7 separate regions of the Mus musculus genome follow, and regions 1, 3, 4, 5, 6 and 7 are each linked to region 2. A link is a contact called in public Hi-C, HiChIP or PLAC-seq and promoter capture Hi-C data. All regions are on one chromosome and are shown on one strand. The core of a region is the stretch at or near the end of the contact, and the rest is flanking DNA. Distances in the headings are between cores, read along the strand shown. Region 1 holds the start of Gosr1 (golgi SNAP receptor complex member 1). Region 2 holds the start of Taok1 (TAO kinase 1). Region 3 holds the start of Rskr (ribosomal protein S6 kinase related). Region 4 holds the start of Unc119 (unc-119 lipid binding chaperone). Region 5 holds the start of Blmh (bleomycin hydrolase). Region 6 holds the start of Cpd (carboxypeptidase D). Region 7 holds the start of 2610507B11Rik (RIKEN cDNA 2610507B11 gene).

Region 1 (3,243 bases), core at 326-2,825, 840 kb after region 2:
CGCTAGTCTGTCAATCACCCTGCAGGCAGAATAGAAGATGTTCTCCAAACAGAACAATGGGAAATCGAGTTTAAGAAATGCATAGCCAGGGACCTGGGGAGATGGCCCAGTGTCCTGAACAAAGAATGATCTGCAATCGCTGTGCTATTTTCAAGCAAGTTTGGTTTTTAGGTATACAGCAAACAGAAATGAAAGAAAGAGACAGCAAGCAGGAGGTAGTAGTTCATGAGATCAGACACTTACGTCATCCAGCAGAAAGCAACGGAGGAGACCTGGAGAGCAAAAACCAGCTAGTTGGAGCCTCTCTCTGACCCACAAAAAGGGTTCCAGGAAGAACGGCTTCTCTTAGGTAAGATGTCCAATGAACCATTCCCACCGTGGGCATCTTTATGTCAGGAAGGTCAGAGGGAATGATCAGCTGTGATCAAGGACACGGTGTGTTAACTCAGATACTCTCCTTCTGTCCTCCCGGACCTGGTATTTTTTACTCTTTGGGCCATTTTGCTACACTATTGCTTTCTCACAGAGCCAGCCAGGTAGCCCATCCCCAGCCAGGGGGTCTCTGGGACAATTTACAAGAAATATGCTTGGGTATTAAGTATGTGTGTGACTGGGGCACGGGGTGACAACCCTATGTCCACAACCAGCTTTTCAATGGACTTAAACAACACATAACAATTTATTACTATAATGCATATTATACTCAGCCAGTAAATTGCTTGGCATGCATGCATTAGGATGTGAGTTCAGATCCCTAGGACAAACATGAAAAGGCCAGGCGTGTCATCATATGTCTGTAATCCCAGCACTGGGAAAGCCAAAACTGGGGCTGGATAGCCAGCTAGTCTAACGACATCAGTGAGCTTCAGGCTGTGGGCACATGGAAGCTGTTAGCAAGGGACAGAGGACTGATGCTCTGCTGTAGACATAGGGAAGTCAACCAGGGAAGGAACTTTACATACTGGACAGTGGAAGATGGGCAGGAAAAGAACCACTGGCTCTGAGAAAGGAAAATGCTGATTGAAGGTACTTTTTCTTTTTCTTTTTCTTTTTCTTCTTGAGACATTTATCCCCACCTAGCCTTGAACTCTCTATGTAGCTGAGGATGACCTTGAACTTCTGGTCTTTTTATCCCCACATTCTGAGTACTAGGATTAAAGGCATATACTACCATGTTCTGTTTATGGAATGCTGGGGGTCGAACCCAGACCCTCTTACATTCAGGCAAGGCACCTGCCCCATTAAGCTTGACACCACCACCACCACCCCCCCACCTCCGGTCCCAAGACATCCTATTTAAGGGGAGATAATGGAAATTGTGTCTCTCCTCTAAGTCACCCGCTGAAAAGAACAATCCGAGATGAAGAAATTGAAGACTGAAGACTGAAAAGATGTGGTATGAACACCCAGAACAGCTAAACGACGCTTTCAAACGAGCTACTTAAAGCTGTAAAATAACGAATTGTCCACCAGGTGGCAGTGTCTAAGGAGGCTAGCGTATCCCATCAGCCTCGGCGCTCGGGGGTGGAAGAAGGCGTGGAGGTGACTCTCTGGCCTTCAAGGCCTCTACTCGCCTGTCCCGACTGACGTTGGGCAACAAAGATGGCGGCAGGAACCAGCAATTACTGGGAAGGTGAGGGCAAGGCCTCGGAGTGGGTTCCACCGGGTGCAGAGTGAACTTAATGAGGCTGGATCTTGAGGGAGGCAGCAGAGGGAAGAGCCAGGCTACGGAATGAGCCACACTTTGGGATGAGGTTGTCCAAGAGGAGCCCTGGGCCTGGGAACTTGGGGAAGGAGCTGGGGCGGAGTGAGCCGGACCTGGGAAGGGGTTGGGTCCGGGAGTGGAGGGAGCCGGGATGGAGAGGAAGAGGCGCCTGAGGCTCCAGATGGAAGTGTGTGAGGGGTAGTGAGGCTCTCCGGATGGGGCTGCGGGGACGAGCTCTTGGGAGGAGGGTGTTGAGCAACAATATCCAGAGCCCGGAAGACGAGCAGTCAGAACCTTGGAGTTGAGGTCACTGTCAGACAACTAGGAGTGAGGAGGGACTTGTCAGCGCCAGCCTTGCAGGGATATTTTAGTGGATGGTCGTCTCCTCCTGGACCCCAACTGGCAATTTGAGATTGAGACTTTAATGACGACTGGGTGACAGAATACTGAAAATAACTGTACCTTCTTCCCTGGACTCCAAGATCGGTTTTGTTAAAAATGATAGCAAAAAAAGGTTCTAATGAATACGTTTGCTGTTCGTCTCCCGCCAGGAAAACCTTCAGTTGTGCTTATTTAATTCCTGAAAGTCTGGTCCACTCAAGTGAGGTCACACAAAACCTTCCTAGTCCACAGTGATCCACAGAGATCAGAAATGGCCCACTTTGTTTCATTTAACCTTTTGCTTATTTAGTTTTTAAGCCTATTTCCTCTTTTTGTCCCATGAAGCCCCTGGGAAATATGGTATTGTCACCATCAGCCAGTAGATCTAAGGGACTGAATTTTATGTTCTGTCATGTTTTCAAAATACATTCTACTTTATGCTTTTCATTAGACTAAATAGATAAATAGAATTACAGAGAAACATGCCTATAGTTTAAAATGTGTATTTAAAATGCCCTTTGGAAATACTTGTCGTAGCTAGAATTTCTTTTTAAACTATGTAGATAGGAGTAGCTGCTATGATAGTCATTATTGATAGTCATTAGGCTGTGGGTTTTTGAAACACTATACTGTAATAATTAAAGCAATTAATATATTGACAATATATCTTTGTACCAGATGCTTTAAGCATGTATAGAAAAACTGAAAGCTTGAGGTTTTTAAATGAACTGGATCATCAGTAAATCTCAAAGACAATAGGTGGCTGAGCTGACGTTAGGAGTGGGATTTGGTCTCTGGGTAGATACACTCCACCATATAATTCTGCTTCCTGCCTTGGATTGCAAAATATAATGACACAGTGTCTTGATATTCTTTAGTCCTGAGACATTCTTACATTATTCCTTCCTGTGTTTACTCCTTTCATTTGAATTTCACCATGAACACACACACACACATACACATATATGCATGCATACATACATACATACGTACGTATGTACATACATATTGGGTTTCCAAGTATGGCTCCTTTCATTCAGCCGTTCAGAAACCAAGCTTCTACACCAGTTTATCTGTTTGCTTCTACTTTTAAAACATATGCTTTAAAAAAAAAAAAAAACCTGTCACATTTGTCTTGTTCAAAGTGTACTCTTTGT
Region 2 (3,310 bases), core at 648-3,147:
GCTTTTTTTTTTTTTTTTTTGGTATGTTTGCTTGATTTTGAGATTGAGTTTTATATAACCCCAGATTGGCTCAAATTCCTTATACCAGGATAACCTTCACTTTGAACTGTTGATTCTCCTGCATCCACAACAAACAACAAAATACTGGGAGAGGTACATAGGACACCACACTAGGAACACACACACTTTGTGTCTGTATGAATGTGTTTGTATGTATATATATATTTGGTTCTTTTTTGAGACAGGGTCTCTCTATGGAGCCATGGCTGTCCTGAAACTTGCCTTGTAGATCAGGCTGGCTTCCAACTTACAGAGATCCTCCTGTCTCTGCTTCCTGAGTACTAGAACTAAAATTGTGCATCACCATACTCCGCTAAAAGAGGTGGGTTTTTTTGTTTGTTTTTTTGTTTTGTTTTTTTTTTTTTTTGTTTTGTTTTGAGACAGGGTTTCTCTGTATAGCCCAGGCTGTCCTGGAACTCACTTTGTAGACCAGGCTGGCCTCGAACTCAGAAATCCACCTGCCTCTGCCTCCTGAGTGCTGGGATTAAAGGCGTTCGCCACCATACCTAGCTGAGTTTTCTGGCTTTTTTTTTTGTTGTTGTTGTTTTGTTTTTTTTTTCTTTTTGTTTTTTTTTTTTAATTTTTTTTTCATTTTTTCTCTCTTCTTTTTTTCTTTTTTCTTCTTTGAGTTTTCTGTTTTTTAAAAAGATTTTAATTAACGTGTGTGTGTGTGTGTGTGTGTTGGTTTTGAGTTGTCTTACACGGGTGCTGGAAAACTGTCCTCTGCAAGACCAAGCAGAACTTGCTCTTAATTTCTGAACCCCCTCTTGCGCTCTTGCTCTCTCTCTGTCAATATCTAGAGAGGTTGTTAAAGTATAGCTCAAGCTGGCCTCTATCTAACTCAGGCTCATGATTTCCTGCCTCAGCCTCTTGTGTTGGGTGGGATTACAGAATACAGGTGTGACCCATCACTACCAGGTCACTTGTTAGATCCTCAATAACAATTACAGTCTGTTCTAGCTAAAGTCCTAGACTAGATCGGGGGTGACTGAAGATGGTGTGTGTGTATGTGTTTTAAAAAACTGTTTCTAAACCCACGCTAAGATTTACCTCTTTCCTACATAGACTACTTTACTTTGTTGCTTTTAGACTGGGTTTCACTGTGTAACCCTGACTAACCCAGAATGTACTAGGTAGACCAGGCTGGCCTAGAACTCGGATCTACCTGCCTCTGCTTCCTGATTACTGGCCAACTTGCTTCTTTTATACTGAAAAAGATCTTTTACTCTAAGTCTACAAAGCCCTTTGAAGTTCTTTTTCTTCCATCACAAATATGGCTTATATGAAAGTCTTTAACTGCCGTTCCCAAACTAACCATCAGTACCGCACAAACGCAGGTACATAGTGATTATGCTGCGAAGTTTATCCCTGAGTCCCACGAGGAGTCCAACTAAGGTGTGTGTAGGAATGAGATGTTCTCCACTTTGGAGCAAAGTTTCAGTTTGGCAGTATTAGTGGGAGGCTGCTGTTCTGGAGGTGGGAAGAGGGAAGGACTGCGCGGAGCTCTTCTCCCCAGGATTTCCGGGACTGACTAGCACGCACCTGACGCCCGCGTAGCGAAGGCGAGCTGAGGGTGGGACTGGACCAAGCCTAGCACTCCGGGCCACTCGGGCCACTCGGGCCACTCCGCCCAGCTTTAAGTATTCGCGCACTCCCGAGAGGACGCCCGCGCGCCCGCGCCCGCGCGCGCATACTGTCCTGTCTCGCGCAGGGTCGGGCCTGTCAGGCAAGAACTCTCGCGAGATCTGAGGCTGAGATGTCTGTCGGGAGGAGGGGAGTGGTGTCGGGAAGGGGGGGGGGAGAGAACCTGGGCAGCGGCCGAGCTCTGTGGCTTCAGGGCTTGGAAGGAGAGAGGGAGGGTGGCGAAGAGAGTGAGCCGGTGCCGCCGCCCGCTTGAGGAGAGAGGAGGGGTCCCACTCGCCTTGCGCCCTTCGCGGGCTGAGAGCGCGGAGCAGTCGCGAACCTCCCAGGCCTCTCGGCCCCCGGGGACCCCGCCCCGCGGCCCGACGGCCCGCGGCCTCTCTTCTCTTTGTGAGCGCCCCCTTCCCAGGGGTGGTAGTGGTGGCGGAGGGGTGCGCGTGGGCCCGCCCGCCAAGGGGCCGCGGCGGGGGACCGACAGGGCCTCGGCTGGGAGGACCGGAGGCGGCCGAGGCCCCGGTCCGGTTCCCCCGAGGCGGCGGCGGCGGCGACTCCCGGCACTTCCCCCGCGCCATCTTAACTGAGCCGGAGCGTTAAGGGCGCCTCCTCGACCCCGGTCGTCCCCTCGTCCCCCCCTCCCTCCCCCCGGCCCCTTGTCGTAGAGCCTGGGCTGGGTGGCTGGGGGGGGGGCGGCGGTCTGTCGCCGGGCCCCCTCCTCCTCACTCCTCGCTCTCCAGCGCTGCGGCCACCGGAGCGCTCCAGGGGTCTGCGCCCGTCTGCTCTGCCCCAGACCTGCCGGCGAAGGGGTAAGGGCACCTCTGCTTTGGGAAAGGAAGACATGGAGGGGGCGGGGAGATTGTGCCCACTCAGGCCTCTCCGGGTGAAAGAAGAGATCGGGGATAGAGTGGGGGAGGGAGACAGGGAGGGTCTGTGAATCTGTGGGTGGGGTGAAGAAACTGGTGAGCTGGGCGCCCTCCTGTTTTGAGGGGCCAGAGCAATTGCATTCCTTTTTCCTAAGGGTCACCGGAAGAGGTGGTGGAAGGGGATGTTTCTAAGAAGGTGTGGCTCTAGTTAGGGAGATTTGAGTTGACGTGCACCCCGATTTAAAGGCGCGAGGTCCCTTTCTGGTCTCTGCTCCCGCTCCTCCTCCTTTGTAGCGTCTGTATTCTTGGGAATGGAGAATGCTCTGGACAGCCAACTGGATGATTTCCACTCCTCCCCAAGGAAGTCTGTACCTTTCTAATGTAAGGGGTGATGGAAGCATCCCCCCCCCCCATCTTCTAGTCTACTGCAGTGCTGCAGGAGTACAAGTCAGTTTCTTCGTACACATACCCATGCATACACAGAAGTGGGGGTGGGGGGCTGGAGCAATGGCGCTTCCCTTGGAGAGCTTAGTTTTTTTTTCCCTTTGCTTTTTAAATCGATGACAGTACTGTTCGGATATTCCCCTGAGATATGTCCATGGGAAGTATGTCCGCTCTTGTTACTGTTGGGATATGGCCTCGTGTTAGAACAGTTTTGATGTCTCTCTTACTCTGTTTTGAGAGAGGGGAGAATTCCTGGATGAACTGTTAAAGGGTCCCCTTTGGCTTTTGTAGTTCTTTGAGAATTA
Region 3 (3,190 bases), core at 560-3,059, 680 kb before region 2:
ATGCCTAGGCTCAAGGCATTATGGACCTCCTGCCCAAACTAATGCCACCATCTGTTTCCCTCTTTTGGAATATAGAAATGTTATGAGGAGTGGAGCCAAACAAAGGCAGAATAATGTCAGGTGGGGAGGGCAGTATATGGATCTTTGGGGGTGAAGACAAAGCTCAGTCACTCACTAATAAAGAGGTGTTGTTTCCCCTGCCAGCTGTCCCCCAAACTGTGTACAAAAGGATGGTTGATCTGTCGCTATGGACAAAGAAAACAGCAAGTTAGGAAAACAAGCTTCTTGATGATAAAGGCAGCTAAGAAATCACATGTTGCCTTGTGTAGAAGTGAACTGCTGCTTCACCTTCTGATTCAGAACTCATTTAGGACTCTTGGAAAACCTTGGAGCCAGCACACTGCTTAGGAGCACACCACGATACACTGTAGAGTCCCCTGGCAGAACTTGGAGCTTGTCCTCAGCTAATAACTACTTTTCTCAGGATTTACTTTGGTGCTATCTACTCCAGGACGGACACATACAGGGAAGGTAGACCCAAGAAAACCAGGTAAGTTGGAAAAAGGTACTTTCTCCAACAAATTCAGGTCTCCAGCCATGCTTTCAGAACTCTGCATACCTGGATGCTAACCTCTTCTTTGCACTGCCTCAGCGTATCCCGCTGTAGAACTTTTACTTTGGGCACCACCTATAAGTGTAGAGGCATGGTAACTCATGAAAATCATGCTATTTTAACTTGTTCCCCCTAATCTCTGGAACTAAAGATTGTAAACAGGATCTACTGAGTAAGCTACATCGCTTGACTTCCTACCTTCACTGCAAATACAGCTTTCTGGGCACAATCTAGCACTTTCAGGACAGTTCCAAACGAACCTTTAGCCACAAGGCCTAAAATCTGAACAAAGAAGAGGGAAACTGAGACTGGTTGTTTGTAGATTCCTCCCTAAAACAGACACTTCCCAGGGGCTATGGTGACCTACCTTCAGCTCCTGCTGCTCCCTAACAGGCCTCACGGGAAACTCTGGTAGAAAGAGGCTGATGAACTGAGGCACTGGCCACTCAGACTGAGGCTTCTCTAGTAGCAGTGGGGCTGGCTGGAGCAGCTCCTGATGTAGGCACTGATGCCTCTGTAGTCCCCATAGTTCTTCCAGACCTGACCTGATGGTCCCCATACCACACCAGAGGCTCTTCCAGCCTTGGACCCAGTGACCCTGGATGTTGTCACCCTGCTGAGAAGGGAGCCATTCTAAGCCTGCTCATGAAGCACTGCAGGTTCTGCCCATCTTAACAGGCACCCCTTCCTCTAGTCTTAACCAATGCTGTGGTGACCCCCAACCATAAAACTGTTACTTCATAACTGCAGTATAAGTACCTGATATGCAGGATATCTAATGTAACCCGTGTGAAAGGAGTCACAACACACATGCTGACAACCACTTATCTAGAGGGAAGGAAAATTCCCAGGCTTTGTGATGTGACCTAAATTTCCTTGACTTAATTCAAAATCTCCATGACAATAACAGGTTTATGTTTTCACAACAAAACAGGAATACAACCTGTGCATAAGTGAGTTCTATAGCCTTTATGCCCACCCCAACAATGGATATCAGTGACAGTCTCCTAACTGGGCACTTTCTAGCCTCAGGCCCCTACATCTTTCATTTCCCTCCCATAGGCAGCCAGAGCCTATACCAGAGCCCCATACCCTACCTTCTGAGGAGCAGACACCCGGGTGTGTTGTCCCTGCCGACAGCTTACTGCTCCCATTTCCAGCCTCTGCCTCTTTTCGCGCTGCTAAATCTGTTGTCCAAGTTACATAAGCAATTCCTCCCTCTGATGCTGCATTACCCATGAGCCCCACCTCTTCCAGTGTACACAGACCCATCAGCTTTAGGTCAGCATCATACCCAAACTGGGAAGTATATGTGATTGTGGTAAGACTTCAAGGCAGAGGAGAAAGACAAGACCAGTCATTACTGGGGCAGTTAAAAAATGTGTTGGGTTAGTGAGGAGGGAAGGACACAGACAACTTGAACGCTTTTACTCAATACAATTAAAAAAGGCCAACATCAAATTTAAAATATTTTTTCTTTAAATCTCTTTTTTCTCCATTCTCCTGGGCATACCCCAGGGAGGAAAGTAAGGTACCCATGGCCAGCCCTGGCTCCTAATGCCATCCTCCCAAGTGAGCACAGACTGGGAAGTTTATCCCCCAAACCCAACACCTCTTAGACAACAAGGCAGTGGAGTGAGGCACAGAGGATCAGACTCCTTCCCTTAGCTTATTGGCACAAAGGGAGAGCAATTACATTTAGAAATATATATATATGTTTTATATATATATATCTTTATAAAAATTTATCATACTTGATCAAAACTATCCCCCAACCCTTTCTGTTGCCCCGAAAGAGCAGGATACTAGGCTTGGACACAATCCCTGGGTCTTCTGGTTTTCTTGCCCCTGTGGCCCTGGGTCTAATCCCATGAGAGGGAACCCAGCGCTTTGTCCACCATGCCCTGCAGGGACAGGCCAGCTGTTGAACAATGTCTCTCAGTTCCCATATGCCCCACAAATCCTGCAGGATGAAGGGAAGCTCTGCCCACCCTCAAGTCCCTGGATCCTGAGCCAGAGTCAATTCTATACTGTAGTCACTTGGGTCTCCACATCACTTGCGCCTGCCGAAGATGGACTTCTTGCCAGGGTTCTTGTCGCCCACACTTAAACCAATGAGGAGCCGAGCTTTCTCTTCTTCCTGCTGTTGCATGTTCAGGTCACACTTTGTTTCTAGCTTTCCCCGGACCTCAGACCCCGTTGCAGGTTTCAGCCTTAGTTTTTCTTTGATTACCTGGCAGTGGAAAGGAATAAAAGGAAAGGAAAAATTAGTGAAACGGGGTGTACAATTTAAAGTGAACCAATTCAAAGATTTATTAAGCTTATATGTAAACACAAAAGGGCACTTCAAAGTATATAGATAATAGTCTGCTTGTAAGAAGCTTACAATCTAATCAGAACCATCATAAAGCTGATGTTGTAGAAGCCCTTAATTCCCTCAAAATTAATGAGTCACTAGCATACCAGGGCAAAGGCATGGACAAACAAGGACAGATCAGTCATTATCTGCCCCTTTCCTGGCCATCTCTTAATACAGCACAGAAGAGAAGGCTCTTAAAAAGGCAATGTGCTTGCCAG
Region 4 (3,295 bases), core at 771-3,270, 740 kb before region 2:
CTTGTGGACAGAAATAGCTTCCTAATCTGGATTCAAGGCCTGGTAATCCAGAAACAGCAAACCTCAGCCCTGTGTGATTAGGGTCACAAGATGCAGGCAAGGTGGAGAGGCCTGGAACCCTGTTTTCAAATCCTGCACAGAAAAGGGCTCTTAAAGAGGCACTTGTCTTAACTCATCCTCCACATGCTATGCCATTTCCTCCAGACTGGGAGACACATGCTGTGACTTCACCTGGAAGCTTCCTCCATTGCAAAATAAGCCTCCAGTTATCCAGGCCAGAGGCCAGTGAACCTGCCCTCCAACGCACAGGGCCAAGCTAAGCTGTAAGGTCTCCTGTTGCAAAAGGCAGCAGCCCACGGGCTTCCACATCAGCCTGGTCAAGGCCCCTCCCTCCACTGAGGGCTGCCTGGCCAAGGAAGCAAGTGCTGGGGAAGTCTAGCCAAGAATGCCGCTGTCTAGCCCTGGAAGGAGGAGGGAGGCCCCTGGGGACCCAGATGCACAAGCTCAGGCCTGTCATCCTGGTCCCCTCCACAGCTGTCTGGGAGCCCTGGGCTCTGCTGCTCCTGAGGCTAGCGGGTTTATTTCCACACTAGCACCCGTGTCCATCCCAGAGAAGGGAAGTCTAAGCTCACAAGTGGAGCCGGAGCAGGTTGCTGGTGACCTACCCATTCCAAGGCAACCCGCCACTGTCTCTCCAAATACCTTCCATTCCTCAAGGCTCAGCCAACCTTTTGCCAGAAGACTCTCTAGTCCTTGTGCACTGTCTGTAGCGGTGCCTGCCTTGGCCCTGAACGATCACTTATCTGCCTGCAGGCAGCCACTCTGAACAGTCCTATGTAGCTTCCAACACTGTTGATAAAGGAACCCTGTTGACAGCGTGCACAGCATGCCAAACATTGTCCAAAATCAGAAGACTGGCTTTATTTTTCACAATAACCTTGAGGGAGGTAACATTGTTCTTGTTCCCATTTTACAGATGGGAAAAAAAAAAAAAAAAAAAAAAAAAAGCAAACATGCTCCTGCAAATGAAATTACATCCCCAAGGTCACACAGCCAATTTCCGGGCAAACTCTGGGACTCTAATCCAGGTAGCACAGCTCAGAAACTCAGTTTCAGTGGAGACTAGCCTTCCCTTGATGAGAGAGCCCTGGAAAAAGAACAAGTCCTGACTTGGGGGGAGGGGGGTCACGCACTTGCTTCCATCACAGGGCCCACAGCCAACAGACGGAAGCACCCGTATCAGCAATGTTCCTGGGCAGAGTATGGCCTCAGCCTTCCTCGGGGAAGCAGAGTGAGGGCTATAACGGTCGGTCAGGGAGCCTGAAGGTTTTCCTTGCCTCCACCTAGCCTGATGTGGCCACTGAAGACAGCCTGCAATGAGGCACACTCCTCTGTGCGAGCACCCTCAAAGGGTTCCGAAGACTCCACTGGGGAAAGGGTTACAGATGCAGCTGCTGCCCCACCTCCACCATGGGAAAAGGGGTGGGCCCCTTGAAAAAGAAGGAGTGGGGTGAAAAGAAGCCACTTCAAGGAGAGGAGGGGGCGCATCAAGAGACCAAGGGAAAGAGCACAGAGATTTCAGGCTTGGAGGCAAAGAGAGAGAGAGTAAGGGGATACAGAGGAGGGGCACTGCGTGGGGGAGGGGTGGGGGCTGGACTCTGAGCCTCGTGGGCCCCCTCCCGCGCTCTCCCTCCAGCCCGCGGGTGGCGCTCCCTCGCCGGTGCTCACCACCCGTGATCCGCTGCAGCCCCAGCACATCCTCCGGCCCGATGGGCTGCTTGCCCTGCAGCGGCCCCAGCCTGGGCCCCGGGCCTGGCTCCGGCTCCGACTCGGACCCGGACTCAGCTTCCGCCCCAGGCTCCCGCGTGGGCTCCGCGCTCCGGTTCGAGGCCCCTGGAACGGGCTCCGCCCCCGACCCGGTCCCGCCGCCGCCTTTCTTCACCTTCATGGCCTCGCGGGGCCGCAGATCCTCGCCCGCTGCCACCGCCGCCGCTGCTTGCGCCGGCTGGAGCCAGGGGAAGGGGGAGCGTCCGCCGCCCCACCCCCGGCCGGGCCCCAGGTGCCGTCCCGCCTTGGTCACGCCCACGGGAGGCGGGTCACACATACCCCGCCCACCGCCTGGCGTCTCCAGCGGGGGAGCCAGAATCCTGGGGGTCCTTGTGAACTTTTTGACAATGTAGATTCTTTTTGACAATGTAGTTACCGAATACCTCTCCTCTTTCTCTCCTGGGTTCCAACCTCAAGGTCTTTCCCTGATACCTTTGTCCTGACTTCAGCCCAGGTCTCAACCCACCCAGTTCTAAAGTACTTCTTCTCAATTTCCAGCTAACCAGCCCTTTTTTTTTTGTAATACATTAAGTGAAATTCTTGCTTGTTCCCTGACCCTTCCTCCTCAAAGGTCAGCTCTATGAAAGCAGAGATGCTCTATACACTGTTCCTCGTAACACCCTAGCACTACCACACAGCTCCTTGCAGCCAGTACCCACCCAGTATTTTCCTTTGTTGAATTGAGTTGCTATCCCAGGGCTGTCACTGGCTCAAGCTACTCCCCACTAGAACTCCTGCTAAAAGCTGCTTCAGGCACCCTACAATCCGCAGGCACCCTACAACATGCAGGCAGCACAGCCCAGGTGTCGAGCCGTCCCCAGGATGCTCAGGACGGGAGGCAGGAAGAACACATGGTGAGCTAGAACAGGTCAGTCTGCTTCTCACACAAGAACGAGTTATGGTCATCCATATCAACTCATATTCAACCAACGTTTAATAACAGTCTAATGTATGTTTTTAAAGAGCCCAATATACAGAACACTTTTACAGGCTTATCACATTTAATCCAGCCCCTTTCTGAGGGTGACATCATCAGTGCTTTCCCACCAATGGAAACCTGAGGCTCAGGTGAGGAGCGAGGAGCGGCTTAGCTGATGCTCTCTAGTCTGTTAAGTGCAGAAGCCGGAGTCTGATTCAGGCCTGTTGGGTTCCAAGTCAGAAATGTTTTCTCCTGTTCCACACTACCTCTCTGAAAGGGTAGAGGGGAACCTTAGCCACAAGGTAGAAGATCCTAAGCCACTGCCTCCTAGACCAGGCTGTCCCCAGTGGGTGACGCCAGTCAAGAAGCTGAGGAAGGAGGGAGGTGGTCTCAGAAGTGGAGAGGACAGGGCTACAATTCAACTCAAGTACTCCCCTAAATTCACCTCTCAGTGCGTTTGTATGCTGTGCTGACAGGCTGCAAGGACAAAGTACCCCTGTCCAGAGGTAGGCACACAAAGGCTTTCAAGTTCGAGCCAGATATGGAGAT
Region 5 (3,394 bases), core at 857-3,356, 660 kb after region 2:
AAAAATTAAATTGTGTTTTTTAATAGAGTAATTTTTGTTTTAGGCTTATCTGTACACTGCCTCTCTCCTGCACACCATTCCTATTTCTGCTACTTCTTGGTGAGCTATTTAGATGAATATTTCACAGAAGTATATTACATCACCCATGTACTATGCTCATGTTCTACTAGTATTTGGAGTAACATGATCTATCACATAAGACCACCTGCCCGATTCCAGATTAACATTTCCAAGCTTACCCTAAGAGACTGCGATCAGGCCATGTTAAGATTATTGTGACATATTAACTAGATCATCTGACAGACCACACATCCCAAGTCCTTCTGAATGAAGGCCTGTGAGTGCTAAGTAAGAACTTTCTGCTACATAATAAGATTATTGCAAGGTCATAATTTTTTTCCTTTAAAATTTAAAAATCAAATTTTCTATGGTATAATTGACTCACAGCAAAATAATACCCATGTTAAATGTATCCTTTGAGCTTTGAATTGCCTTAAGTAGCAATAACATATTTTCTGTCAATACACATAGACTTGGAGTAGTTTCCAAATAAGGGGAAAAAAAATGCAAGGTCCCTTTGGTTCAATTTTTTTGAGACTATTTCTCCTGTTTGGATTCCTAGATAACCAATCTCTCAGTGTAGATGTATTTTCAACAGTTGTAACTGGACAGCAGACAGCAAAACAACAATTCTCAGCCAGCAAGGAATGAGAACTCAAAATACTACAAAGTAACTACTGACAGGAACTATGAGAATAGCAACTCCAGCTGCAACCACAGAGCATATTTAAAAATAGCCGGTTACAATCTGTTGTAATCACTTTATGTTTTTTTCTATTTTATACATTTGGACTTTAGGGCAATTCTGGGACATCTCCTATGGTATGGATATTTTTCCATTAATTATTAATTATTTGGCACAGGCCAAATCTGTTAGTACATAGCTCATCTTTTGCTTTAGGTTTATCTGTCTGCAACTTGATAAGCTGTTTCTCTCTTCTGCTACTTCTAGATGAACTGTTAAGATTAAAACTGCACGAGAACAAACCGCACACATCCAACATCACATAATATCAAAACATGATGATATGCATTCAAAGACCACCATCTGTCACGTTAGGAAACAAACTAAATGCTAATAGGCCACAGAACACTGAAGCCACCACACAGGTGATGTTCTTGGGCCTGCCCTTTTCTAGTGCCTATTCTCTGGCTTACTACAAGTTCTGTCAATGCTACAAAGCTCTGTTATCCCAGGGCCATTTTTAGGACAACAAAATGTGCTGCTGTCAATAAAGTAGGCAAGAAGTCGTAGACCTCACCAGAGCTCTTCTGGTTGGTGACTGGCTTGCCTTCCTGAGGCACAACGTGTTGAAACACATGCTGAGCACCCTGGACCGTGGCCCTCCTCAGACATATGTCCAGCAGATCGTGGGTGGTCCCGACATTCTGGGCAAGTACGAACTGAGGGTCAGAATTTAGTTTCTGGATCAAAGCAGATACCTTCTCCGAATTTAGTCCTGTGGGAAGATCAAACGCCATTATAATTATATCCCCTCCCAAAGAGGCTGACGGGGACAGCTTTAGGATAGGGTCACCGTAGATCCTAGATTTAACTTCGCAAGAGCATCCTGCAGAGTGCTGTACCAGAAAGCCCTCTCCCGGCATCCTCCCCGCGTGATGTCGTCTCTCTCCTGGTGCTCTCCCACCCTCCCGGAGGGCTACATCCCGGCCCTCGCCTAGGTCCGTCCCCCCCTCCCCACCCACCCCCATCCCATCCCACGGCCTTTCACGCCGCCGGGCCTCACGGGTCCGCCGAGCCCGGGAGAGGACCCGGGAAAACACTCGTGGTACCAGCGGTGCCTCACCTGCGTTGTTCATGGCGCCCAAACTGCTTCGTGGAGGAAACGTTAGTTTTCAGGGTTTTCAGGTGAGCTCTGGGGTTACACTACAGTCCGCTGCCTAGCTGGCCGGACCTGGTTCTCGCACCCTAAGCGCCGGAAGAAGGAAACCCGCTCAATGGTGGCCGAGAGAAACGGGGTCCGCGGAGGGACAAAACTCCCCCCTCGCGTTGCTGAGTCAGCGCCATCGGGGCTAGCCCCGCCCGGGGGAGGGCCGACAGGGGCGGCCTTTCAGACTCTGGGGCCCGCACCTCGGCCCGGGAGCGGCAGGGCGAAGCCACCCACGATTGCAGCCCCCACTGCCAGCATTGCTCACTCTTCGCCTCGGCTGCGCCCTCCGCCATCTGTGATCCCTCTTCCTGGCTTCAAGGGCGCCCTCCCGGGATCCCAAGCTCCTAGAGGAAGGAGGCTGAGGGTTCCGTGCTGATGAACCCAGATCCCTCACTGTCTAGCATTGGGGAAACTGACGCTTAGAACTCCTTTGAGAAGCCAGAGGAGGTTTTGTGAAGTGAAAAGGAAGTAAGGGACCCAAAATTAGCCATGGGACGGCAGATCTCAAGAAATCCACCCAAAGGCTTTTCCTGTAGGCACTTAGCTGACCAATCTGTTCATCTTTTTCAATTGCAACTTGTTGCTTAGAGTCTAGTGAGAACAAAGTTCTTGTATTTGAAAGGATTTTGGAACCAATCTCTTTCCCACCCACCCATAAGCTACTACCACGGTTCTACAAATACACATCTGCTCATTTCATCTACACATTCTGGGCTTCGCAAGGCTCATGAGTGGTTCCTATTGAGCCCAGCTTGGGCTAAGGAGAATGATTACGTCAATTTTATGCTTTTTTTTTTTTTTTTTTTTTTGCTAATATCTACAAAACCTGTAAATCACACACACACACACACACACACACACACACACACAGAGTCTTCGAGATAATTAATCAGTTTTTCAAGACGGGGCGGGAGAGTCCACTGCATAATAAAATAAGTACAAATGCACACTGTAGCCTTACTATTCAGATTTTCCATGGAGCCTAAAACCTAAGTCTTAAATTGAAAATCACCCATGGTTCAGAGGAATTCTGATGTCTGGAAAGTGCCACATGCAGACAGCCATCTGTCACTTGAGAATTCAGTCTCTGTGTCCCTGAGAGACTTAGCTAAAGACCTGCAATTCGACATAGCAACCATCTCCAAGGGAGCCCATCAACTACCCTATCCTGTGGGGCTTTTTTTTTTATTTTTTCCATTTTCTGAAGAAAAAAGAAACAAGCTACAACTCATGCTGAAAGAAATCATGGGCCCTTTCACCAAATAAATAAATAAATAAACAAACAAATAAATAAACAATAAAAATGATGTTCAAACTTCCTGCCCAATTGGACTCAGCCCAAAGAATAAAATTGTATTCAACATTTGTGGTGTAACAGGTCCTCAGCAAGTTTCTGCTGATATAAAAAAAATTAAAAACTTTAATCTTGTCATCAAGAGACT
Region 6 (3,469 bases), core at 947-3,446, 760 kb after region 2:
CAGATTCACTAGACTCCTCCCTCTCTAAGCATATAAGCAGTAAAGACTACTAAGACACACTCTCAGATCTGCTGAGGTACCTAGAAGAGGCTCTGGGAGGATGCAGAGACCACCTGTCTAGAGGATGCTGAAGCCAACTGAATTGACTGCTAGATGCACTATCAACCTGTTGTACTGCCTGCAAGTTATGTAGTGCCCTCCAGTTTTCCAGTTTATGAGCCATCGCCCATGTGGAGTGGGCTTTTGGCGATGCAGCTATTGTCTTTGAGTGATTTCTGCTCCTGTAAGCAACCCCTGACTCATATTCCTGTAAGTAACATCAATAAAATTCATTGATTCACCAAGTTGAATTTTAGTAGTATCCTTGCTTTGGTCTGTCATTGGTTCCATATCTGTGGTGAGCAGACATTTGTTCATGTCTCTGCAGGAATAGTTTCACACAGCACTGCTTGTTACCATGGCAATGTTCAATTTGGAGCCAGCCTGCCATCCTCTCTCTGGGTCCGCAGGAACTGTCCCATTTCACCCCTAAAGTCATTTCCAGCCATTTCTTTCCATTTCCACCAGCTCCATCCTTGTTCAAGGACTCAGTACCTTCTTGGATTATGTGCTTCTTGTGGGTCTCTTGGCCTCATGTTTAAGATTGCCTATTCTGTTCTTCAAGTTACTGCCAGGGGGAGATTTTTCTAAATTAGCTTCAAACCCATCCTTGGCTCTTTATTGATACCTCTGTGATCCCCTTCACCAGTAACCTGAACCTACAAACAATTCTAGAACACCTAGGCTCTGCTCGTAAACTTTCCAACCTCCCGTGCATGCTCCTCCTTCTATCCAGAATTCTTCACTCCCATCTTGGCTTCTTCCCTAGCTTCTTGGTTGCCTTCTCCTCAGACTGAATGAGGTTTTCCTCAGGAATGTCCCCACAGATGTATTGCATTGTTCATCCCTGCATTGGATCTCTAACTATGCAAGCAATGCCTTGCTTCCCAGCTTCTAGCTTTGACAGACACCAATTACTCAATAAATACTCAGTAATCAGTGAATTCCACGGGCTCTATGAAGATTCAATTAGAGTTCAGAAACTCGAACCATCCAGCACCGAAAGAAGGGAATGATAATGGTTATCACAATTATGTCATTAGATGGGTTAGAATTTCACGCTTGATAAAAGGATTGCCAAACTTCAAATTTCTTCAAGCTAACGTGATTAAACTTTACTTGGAAGGTTAGGTTTTTCTGGACTTACCCAAATACCTTGGGGGAAGTACACTTGCCAAGCAGGTATTTCTAGACATGGCAAATCTATCTCTTAAAGACAGCATTCCAAAACTATAGCTATGGCTGTATAGAGGTGATCTAGATGCTCCTACTCAAAAGAAGTGTGAGAGGAGGGTAAGGTCACTAAAAAACGATATCTCCTCAGTGAGAGCAGAGACCAGCACACAAAGAAGATAGTTACAATCCAACACTTTTGAATGGCCAATTAAGACCACATTAAGACAGAGGGCGCCTACTATGGAAGTTTCCACTTAATAAAGGAGATACCTAGTCACGCGACAAATCAAAAATAGAATTGATTGCTTTATGAGGTGTCTCATTCTCTTCAACTGCATGTAGGCAGATGGGCTCAAGCCCAGGCAGAACCGATCAAGGGGGATGGGGGGGGGGCGGGGAGGAAGGTGCAAAGGAGATGGGACTAAGGAGGTCTTTGATTCTCCAAGGAGATTAAGATTCTTTCTAACTTCCTGATTTTCTCAAGAGTCCTTTAATCTTTGGAACCTTTCGATTCTTTTGATTACTGACTCTAAAGCATTAAAGCGTAGCTAAGAAATGCTGCAACGAAGAAGGGGGCTAGTAAAAGCTCTCAGAGAATTTCAGAGGAGAAGCCATAAAGAAGAGACTGAGCAAAAAACAAAACAAAACAAAACAAAACAAAACAAAACGAGAGAAGTAGAAGAGGAAATAGGGAGGCGGGAAGACAGAGGGTAGAACCTTAGTGGAGGAAAGGAAAGCGACTAAAGTCCCTAAGGACTGGAGTGGAGACACGCCCAGAGGGAAAATCGTCCGCTTTAAGGAAAGCCCCGCCCCCTAGAGTGACACCCAAGCATTCAAGGCTACGATTGGCTAAGGCTGGAAGGCGGGATGGGGTTGCTAGGCGCGGAGGGGATCCGGCGGGCTGCCGCCTCCCGGAGTGTGGAGCCGCTGGAGCGGAGCGGTATTAGCGGCGTTGCTGGAAGATGGCGAGCGGCCGGGATGAGCGGCCGCCCTGGCGGCTGGGACGCCTGCGTCTGCTGCCGCCGCCACCGCTGCTGCTGCTGCTGCTGCTACTGAGGAGCTCGGCCCAGGCGGCGCACATCAAGAAGGCTGAGGCGACCACGACAACCGTTGGCGGCTCCGAGGCGGCCGAGGGCCAGTTTGACCACTACTACCACGAAGCGGCGCTGGGCGAGGCGCTGGAAGCGGCGGCGGCCGCGGGGCCACCCGGCCTGGCGCGTCTCTTCAGCATCGGCAGCTCGGTGGAGGGCCGGCCGCTGTGGGTGCTGCGCCTCACAGCGGGCCTGGGGCCGCCGCCCACCGCCGCCGCGGGGCTGGACGCCGCGGGGCCGCTGCTGCCCGGCCGGCCGCAGGTGAAGCTGGTGGGTAACATGCACGGCGACGAGACGGTGTCACGCCAGGTGTTGGTCTACCTGGCCCGCGAGCTGGCGTCGGGCTACCGCCGCGGGGACCCGCGCCTGGTCCGCCTGCTCAACACCACCGACGTGTATTTGCTGCCCAGCCTGAACCCGGATGGCTTCGAACGTGCCCGCGAGGGTGACTGCGGCCTCGGCGACAGCGGCCCGCCTGGGACCAGCGGCCGTGACAACAGCCGAGGCCGCGACCTCAACCGCAGCTTCCCTGACCAGTTCAGCACCGGCGAGCCACCTTCCCTGGATGAGGTGCCGGAGGTGCGCGCCCTCATCGACTGGATCCGCAGGAACAAGTAAGCGTTGCCTGACTGCTTTCGGTCCCACGTGAGCCTTCGAGGCCAGGAGGCTTATTTTGACAGCCAGCAGGCGCCCAAACAGTGCTTGCCAGCCTAAGGGGTCGGGGGCAGTCGGTGTGGAGAGTGACACCCAGTAACTGGAACGGAGGCCAGGTTGCAGTACCTCTTCCTCTTGCTAACTGTAAAGAAGCCTGCTTGTGGCTGTCATTTGTGCAGGGCAAGCCGGGGGGCTTTTTCCCCCCTCCCATTCTATCCCTATTTTTGAAAGACCATCGTATATGAGCAACGGGTACGGATTTTAAGGATTCCTAAGTTAGCACCTTCATTATGTATGTAGCTAAGCTTGTCACTAGAAGCACTGTGGCAAGCACTTTCTGCGACTGCATTATGTCACTCGATGTTGACCACAACCGGGCGACCTAGACACCACTCATATCCTCTAGACACCACTGGTACTCTTGTTTTGCATACGGGGAAATTGAAGGG
Region 7 (3,394 bases), core at 872-3,371, 650 kb before region 2:
CCCTTTCAGAGCAATTTCCTTCCCTCCCTCACACCCTCTCCCAGTCCCATAATAGCTCAAATAACAGAGGAAGTTGTTTTCAGCATGTCTCACAAAACAGCACTTGGACTAATAGGAGACTCCAGCAAGAACGTCCCTCCCACCTCGACTAAAATGTCTCCGTAGAAGAATTTTATTGTCAAAACTCAACCTCAAAATATTCCTCAAGGGCAGAGTAAGGACACAGAGTACTCACGGCAGATCATGGCTAAGGAGTTTGCTGGAAATCCACAAGTTGTCAATTTCCTAAAATGACAGTAAAGACAGCCGTGTACCTGGTTGCTAGGAAATCAATGATGGGCAGGTTTATGAACCAGCAAAGGTCCTGAGTCCCAGGAGAAGGGAGTTCTATTGGTCCTCCCGACAAATCCTCTTTCCCTGGTTTCTCTGATCAACGTGGCTATCCTGCTCCTCATGATGATGTTAGCTGAATTTGCTTAGCAGTTCTCTTTTTATGAACAAGTTGCCACCCTATTTCCTCTCTTAAATTAGAACAGTGAGTTTGCTGTTTCCTGTAATCTTTCTCTGTTTACTTCCATATCTTTCTTCCATACCCTGGATACTCTGTGTCATTAGTTTGGTACTAGATACTAAAGAGGACCCAGCAGATACCAGGCTCTACCACTGAACCACTATTCCAGCTCATTTTAATTTTGAGAGAAGCACTCACTAAGTTGCCTAGGCAGAGCTTGAATTTATAATTCTCTTGCTTCGGCCTCTTGAGAAACAAGAATTACAGGTTTATACCACCAGATCTAGTCCCATAAACACTTGAAACAACTGGCATCTATTGCAGAGTCCTCCAAGTAGCTCCTAAGATCCTCTTGACAATAATAATAATAACAACAACAAAAACAACAACAACAAGGGTGGAGTTAACTAGGAAAACTACCCATGGAGGAAGCTAAAGTTTGAAACCCCCTCCAAACCAACACACACACCACACACTCCCGCCCTTCTCCTCTCTCTCTCTCTCTCTCTTTCTCTCTGCAATTCCCGGAACTCACCACCGTCTGCTGGTGCTGCTGAAACTTAAGACTGACATTCTGGATCCAAAAAAATCGGAAGGAGCCAATCTTTAGCTCTGCCTGCAACTTGCGCTGACACCACCTGGTGGCCAACCGGACCACAAGCCACCTGCAGAAAAAAAACAGTTGGATTATAAGACCCTCTACCCTTTTTGATTCTAGAAAGGCCTTGCAAGGGGTGGTATCCTGAAGCCGGATTTTTCTTAGGAACTTTACGATTTTCCTAAAATATTTCTCTAGTCATACTCATTTAGGCACAACAACCAGAACTACGGGCCCCTAAATTCAAACAAAACTAGGCAAACGAAACTCACCCTCTAAAAGAGGTCAAAAAAAAAAAAAAAAAAAAAAAAAAAGAAAGAAAGAAAGAATAAACAAAGAAACCCTCAAATCTTTAGGAACCCAAAGTAAAAAGAGGTCCTCAAAAGGCAAAGTGAAGGCAGTCGTGTTAAATACGTCATCGCACACTCCTTAGAGGGTCCCTGTCTGCGTCCCCACCCTGCAGCCGTTTCCGAGAAGGCAGAGGTCACTCTCGGAACTGCTCAAACACCGCTCTGCTCTAGCCAGCCAGTCCTCCCGACCTCTCTGCAGGGCGCGGCTGCAGGTGCCCTTCGCAATCTGGGAAGAGGACACGGAGGCGAACGGGGCAGGAAAGGGAGACCACCGAGGGAGGCCCCCTCCCTCACACGCAAACATTCGGTTCCCGGACTGGACATTGCTTCGGGTCCAGCCAGATGCTTCAGCGCCCCTGCCCCCACCTCGCTTCCCCTCGCCTCGGCTGAGCGCCCCCTCCTGCTCGCGCCCCCTCCGCCTAAGGCGCCCGACCAACCCGCGCCTCCTCCAGCCGGTCTTCCTCGACCCCCCCGACCCTGTGGCTAGAATCCCCTCACCGGCCTAGGAAGAGTGCGCTAAGCGCAACCAGCAGCAAGACCAACAGCGCGGAGAGAAATAGAGGCATTTAGGTCCGGGTCCGGCCCGGCCTGGCCCCGACCCCCGCCATGCCGGGCCCTGACGCCGGAACCGCACAGCGCCGCGGCGGGCTTCGGCCGCGCACGCACACGCACGGCGAGGAAGCGTTAGTGCGCGCGCGCGTGTCCCCGCCCCGGCGGCTCGTGGACCAGCCGGCTGGCTCCCTCCACGACCCGCCCCGACCCGCCCCGACCCGCCCCAACCCGCGCGCGCGTGCGCGAGCCCTGAGGGCCGACCAGCGGCTTGCGCGGAGTGGAGGCGTGGCTCTGGAGAGGGAGGGCGGGGCGGACCGCGAACGCGCGGTCCTGCGCGCTACACCTAGAGCGCAGCCTGCGCGGCACGCCGCGGAGCTCCGGGTTCGCGCTGAGGGCGGGGGATCGGAGTCCGCACGAGCTCGCCGGGCGGTGACCAGGATGGGTCGTTTCTACCACTTTGAGGTTCCACTTCCAAAACGCATTCCCTAGGCCATTAAGAGCCGGCCTGGCTGGTGCCGGGCGTGGTGGTGCAGGCCTTTAATCCCAGCACTCAGGAGGCAGAGGCAGGCGGATTTCTGAGTTTGAGGCCAGCCTGGTCTACAAAGTGAGTTCCAGGACAGCTAGGGCTATAAAGAGAAACCCTGTCTCAAAAAAACAAAACAACAACAACAAAAGTTATGTGTCTGTAGGTCATAAGTGATCCTGTCTGAAAAGATTACAGAGAAAATTAAGAGGTAATTCAAAGACCTCAGCTATCTATCATCTCACCCCACAAGGAAACCAACTTTGTTTACTGTCTGAATACTGTTCCAGATAGTATCTTCTTATCTTTTTTTTTTTTTTTTTTTTTTTTTTGAGACAGGGTTTCTCTGTGTAGCCCTCTGTAGACCAGGCTGGCCTCGAACTCAGAAATCTGCCTGCCTCTGCCTCCCAAGTGCTAGGATTAAAGGCATGTGTCACCATGCCTGGGCCAGATAGTATCTTCTAACATCCTTCATGGGGAGAGCCATTCTGTATTTTTAGGTTTGTGCGATTGTGTATAGCACCACCCAGAACAGGGTGAAATATAGAAATAGTGAATATTGTTTTACCCTTTACAGATTATCTGGGAAGCAATTTTAATTACATGAAATACAGAGTTCAAGGTCAAATCAAGCCAGAGTGAATTTTGCATTCTTCATTGTTAAATGAAGGAAGTAGATAAGGTCTGTTATGCTTATTCTCATGAGTCAGTGTCTGACTAATGACTTACTAACACAGTACCAGATAAACACAGTACCAGATAAAGAAATCCAGATGGTTCCAAGGTATTATGAAGTATTTTGTGTTCTTGGTTCTCAGATCCTAATCTGCATATAATTCTTCCAGATTTTTTTGATTGGC

What was found. Promoter capture Hi-C pulls out the DNA fragments that hold promoters and counts their contacts. A called contact is a pair of places that touch in the nucleus more often than the background predicts. HiChIP or PLAC-seq counts read pairs in DNA pulled down with a chosen protein or histone mark. Capture Hi-C pulls out chosen DNA fragments and counts their contacts.
Region 1: a Hi-C map of B cells shows a contact between it and region 2, with 9 read pairs. The contact joins the promoter of Gosr1 here to the promoter of Taok1 in region 2. A contact is called at or near these places in 2 of 39 promoter capture datasets (cranial neural crest and neutrophils), 1 of 484 Hi-C or Micro-C datasets (B cells) and 1 of 115 datasets of contacts at active chromatin or transcription factors (large pre-B cells).
Region 3: a contact with region 2 is called in a promoter capture Hi-C map of liver, with 3 times the contacts expected there. The contact joins the promoter of Rskr here to the promoter of Taok1 in region 2. A contact is called at or near these places in 3 of 39 promoter capture datasets (cranial neural crest, embryonic stem cells and neutrophils) and 1 of 9 other capture datasets (liver).
Region 4: a contact with region 2 is called in a promoter capture Hi-C map of neutrophils, with 4 times the contacts expected there. The contact joins the promoter of Unc119 here to the promoter of Taok1 in region 2. A contact is called at or near these places in 2 of 39 promoter capture datasets (embryonic stem cells and neutrophils).
Region 5: a contact with region 2 is called in an H3K27ac HiChIP or PLAC-seq map of extraembryonic endoderm stem cells, with 4 times the contacts expected there. The contact joins the promoter of Blmh here to the promoter of Taok1 in region 2. A contact is called at or near these places in 2 of 484 Hi-C or Micro-C datasets (embryonic stem cells and uterus) and 7 of 115 datasets of contacts at active chromatin or transcription factors (the SCID.adh cell line, embryonic stem cells, extraembryonic endoderm stem cells and 2 more).
Region 6: an H3K27ac HiChIP or PLAC-seq map of extraembryonic endoderm stem cells shows a contact between it and region 2, with 3 times the contacts expected there. The contact joins the promoter of Cpd here to the promoter of Taok1 in region 2. A contact is called at or near these places in 2 of 39 promoter capture datasets (cranial neural crest and second pharyngeal arch cranial neural crest) and 1 of 115 datasets of contacts at active chromatin or transcription factors (extraembryonic endoderm stem cells).
Region 7: a contact with region 2 is called in a Hi-C map of muscle stem cells, with 4 times the contacts expected there. The contact joins the promoter of 2610507B11Rik here to the promoter of Taok1 in region 2. A contact is called at or near these places in 1 of 39 promoter capture datasets (cranial neural crest), 1 of 484 Hi-C or Micro-C datasets (muscle stem cells) and 1 of 115 datasets of contacts at active chromatin or transcription factors (cardiomyocytes).

What each region holds. Positions count from the first base shown.
Region 1 is chr11:76,761,910-76,765,152 of GRCm38.p6, reverse strand. It overlaps Gosr1 (golgi SNAP receptor complex member 1), which reads left to right and starts at 1,575. Exons shown (of 9, transcript NM_016810.4): 1 at 1,575-1,633. The coding sequence starts at 1,603.
Region 2 is chr11:77,606,402-77,609,711 of GRCm38.p6, reverse strand. Taok1 (TAO kinase 1) reads left to right here and starts at 1,897. Exons shown (of 21, transcript NM_001364134.1): 1 at 1,897-2,504.
Region 3 is chr11:78,289,460-78,292,649 of GRCm38.p6, reverse strand. Rskr (ribosomal protein S6 kinase related) reads right to left here and starts at 1,809. Exons shown (of 12, transcript NM_001287206.1): 1 at 1,711-1,809; 2 at 981-1,226; 3 at 812-895; 4 at 620-688; 5 at 176-245. The coding sequence starts at 1,767. 2610507B11Rik (RIKEN cDNA 2610507B11 gene) reads right to left here. Exons shown (of 39, transcript NM_001002004.2): 39 at 2,025-2,846. The coding sequence ends at 2,667.
Region 4 is chr11:78,342,220-78,345,514 of GRCm38.p6, reverse strand. It overlaps Unc119 (unc-119 lipid binding chaperone), which reads right to left and starts at 2,020. Exons shown (of 5, transcript NM_011676.3): 1 at 1,729-2,020. The coding sequence starts at 1,948. It overlaps Pigs (phosphatidylinositol glycan anchor biosynthesis, class S), which reads right to left. Exons shown (of 12, transcript NM_201406.1): 12 at 2,739-3,295.
Region 5 is chr11:76,944,368-76,947,761 of GRCm38.p6, reverse strand. Blmh (bleomycin hydrolase) reads right to left here and starts at 2,106. Exons shown (of 12, transcript NM_178645.4): 1 at 1,869-2,106; 2 at 1,323-1,520. The coding sequence starts at 1,881.
Region 6 is chr11:76,845,735-76,849,203 of GRCm38.p6, reverse strand. Cpd (carboxypeptidase D) reads left to right here and starts at 2,196. Exons shown (of 21, transcript NM_007754.2): 1 at 2,196-2,980. The coding sequence starts at 2,238.
Region 7 is chr11:78,260,481-78,263,874 of GRCm38.p6, reverse strand. It overlaps 2610507B11Rik (RIKEN cDNA 2610507B11 gene), which reads right to left and starts at 2,121. Exons shown (of 39, transcript NM_001002004.2): 1 at 1,958-2,121; 2 at 1,047-1,176; 3 at 236-285. The coding sequence starts at 2,025.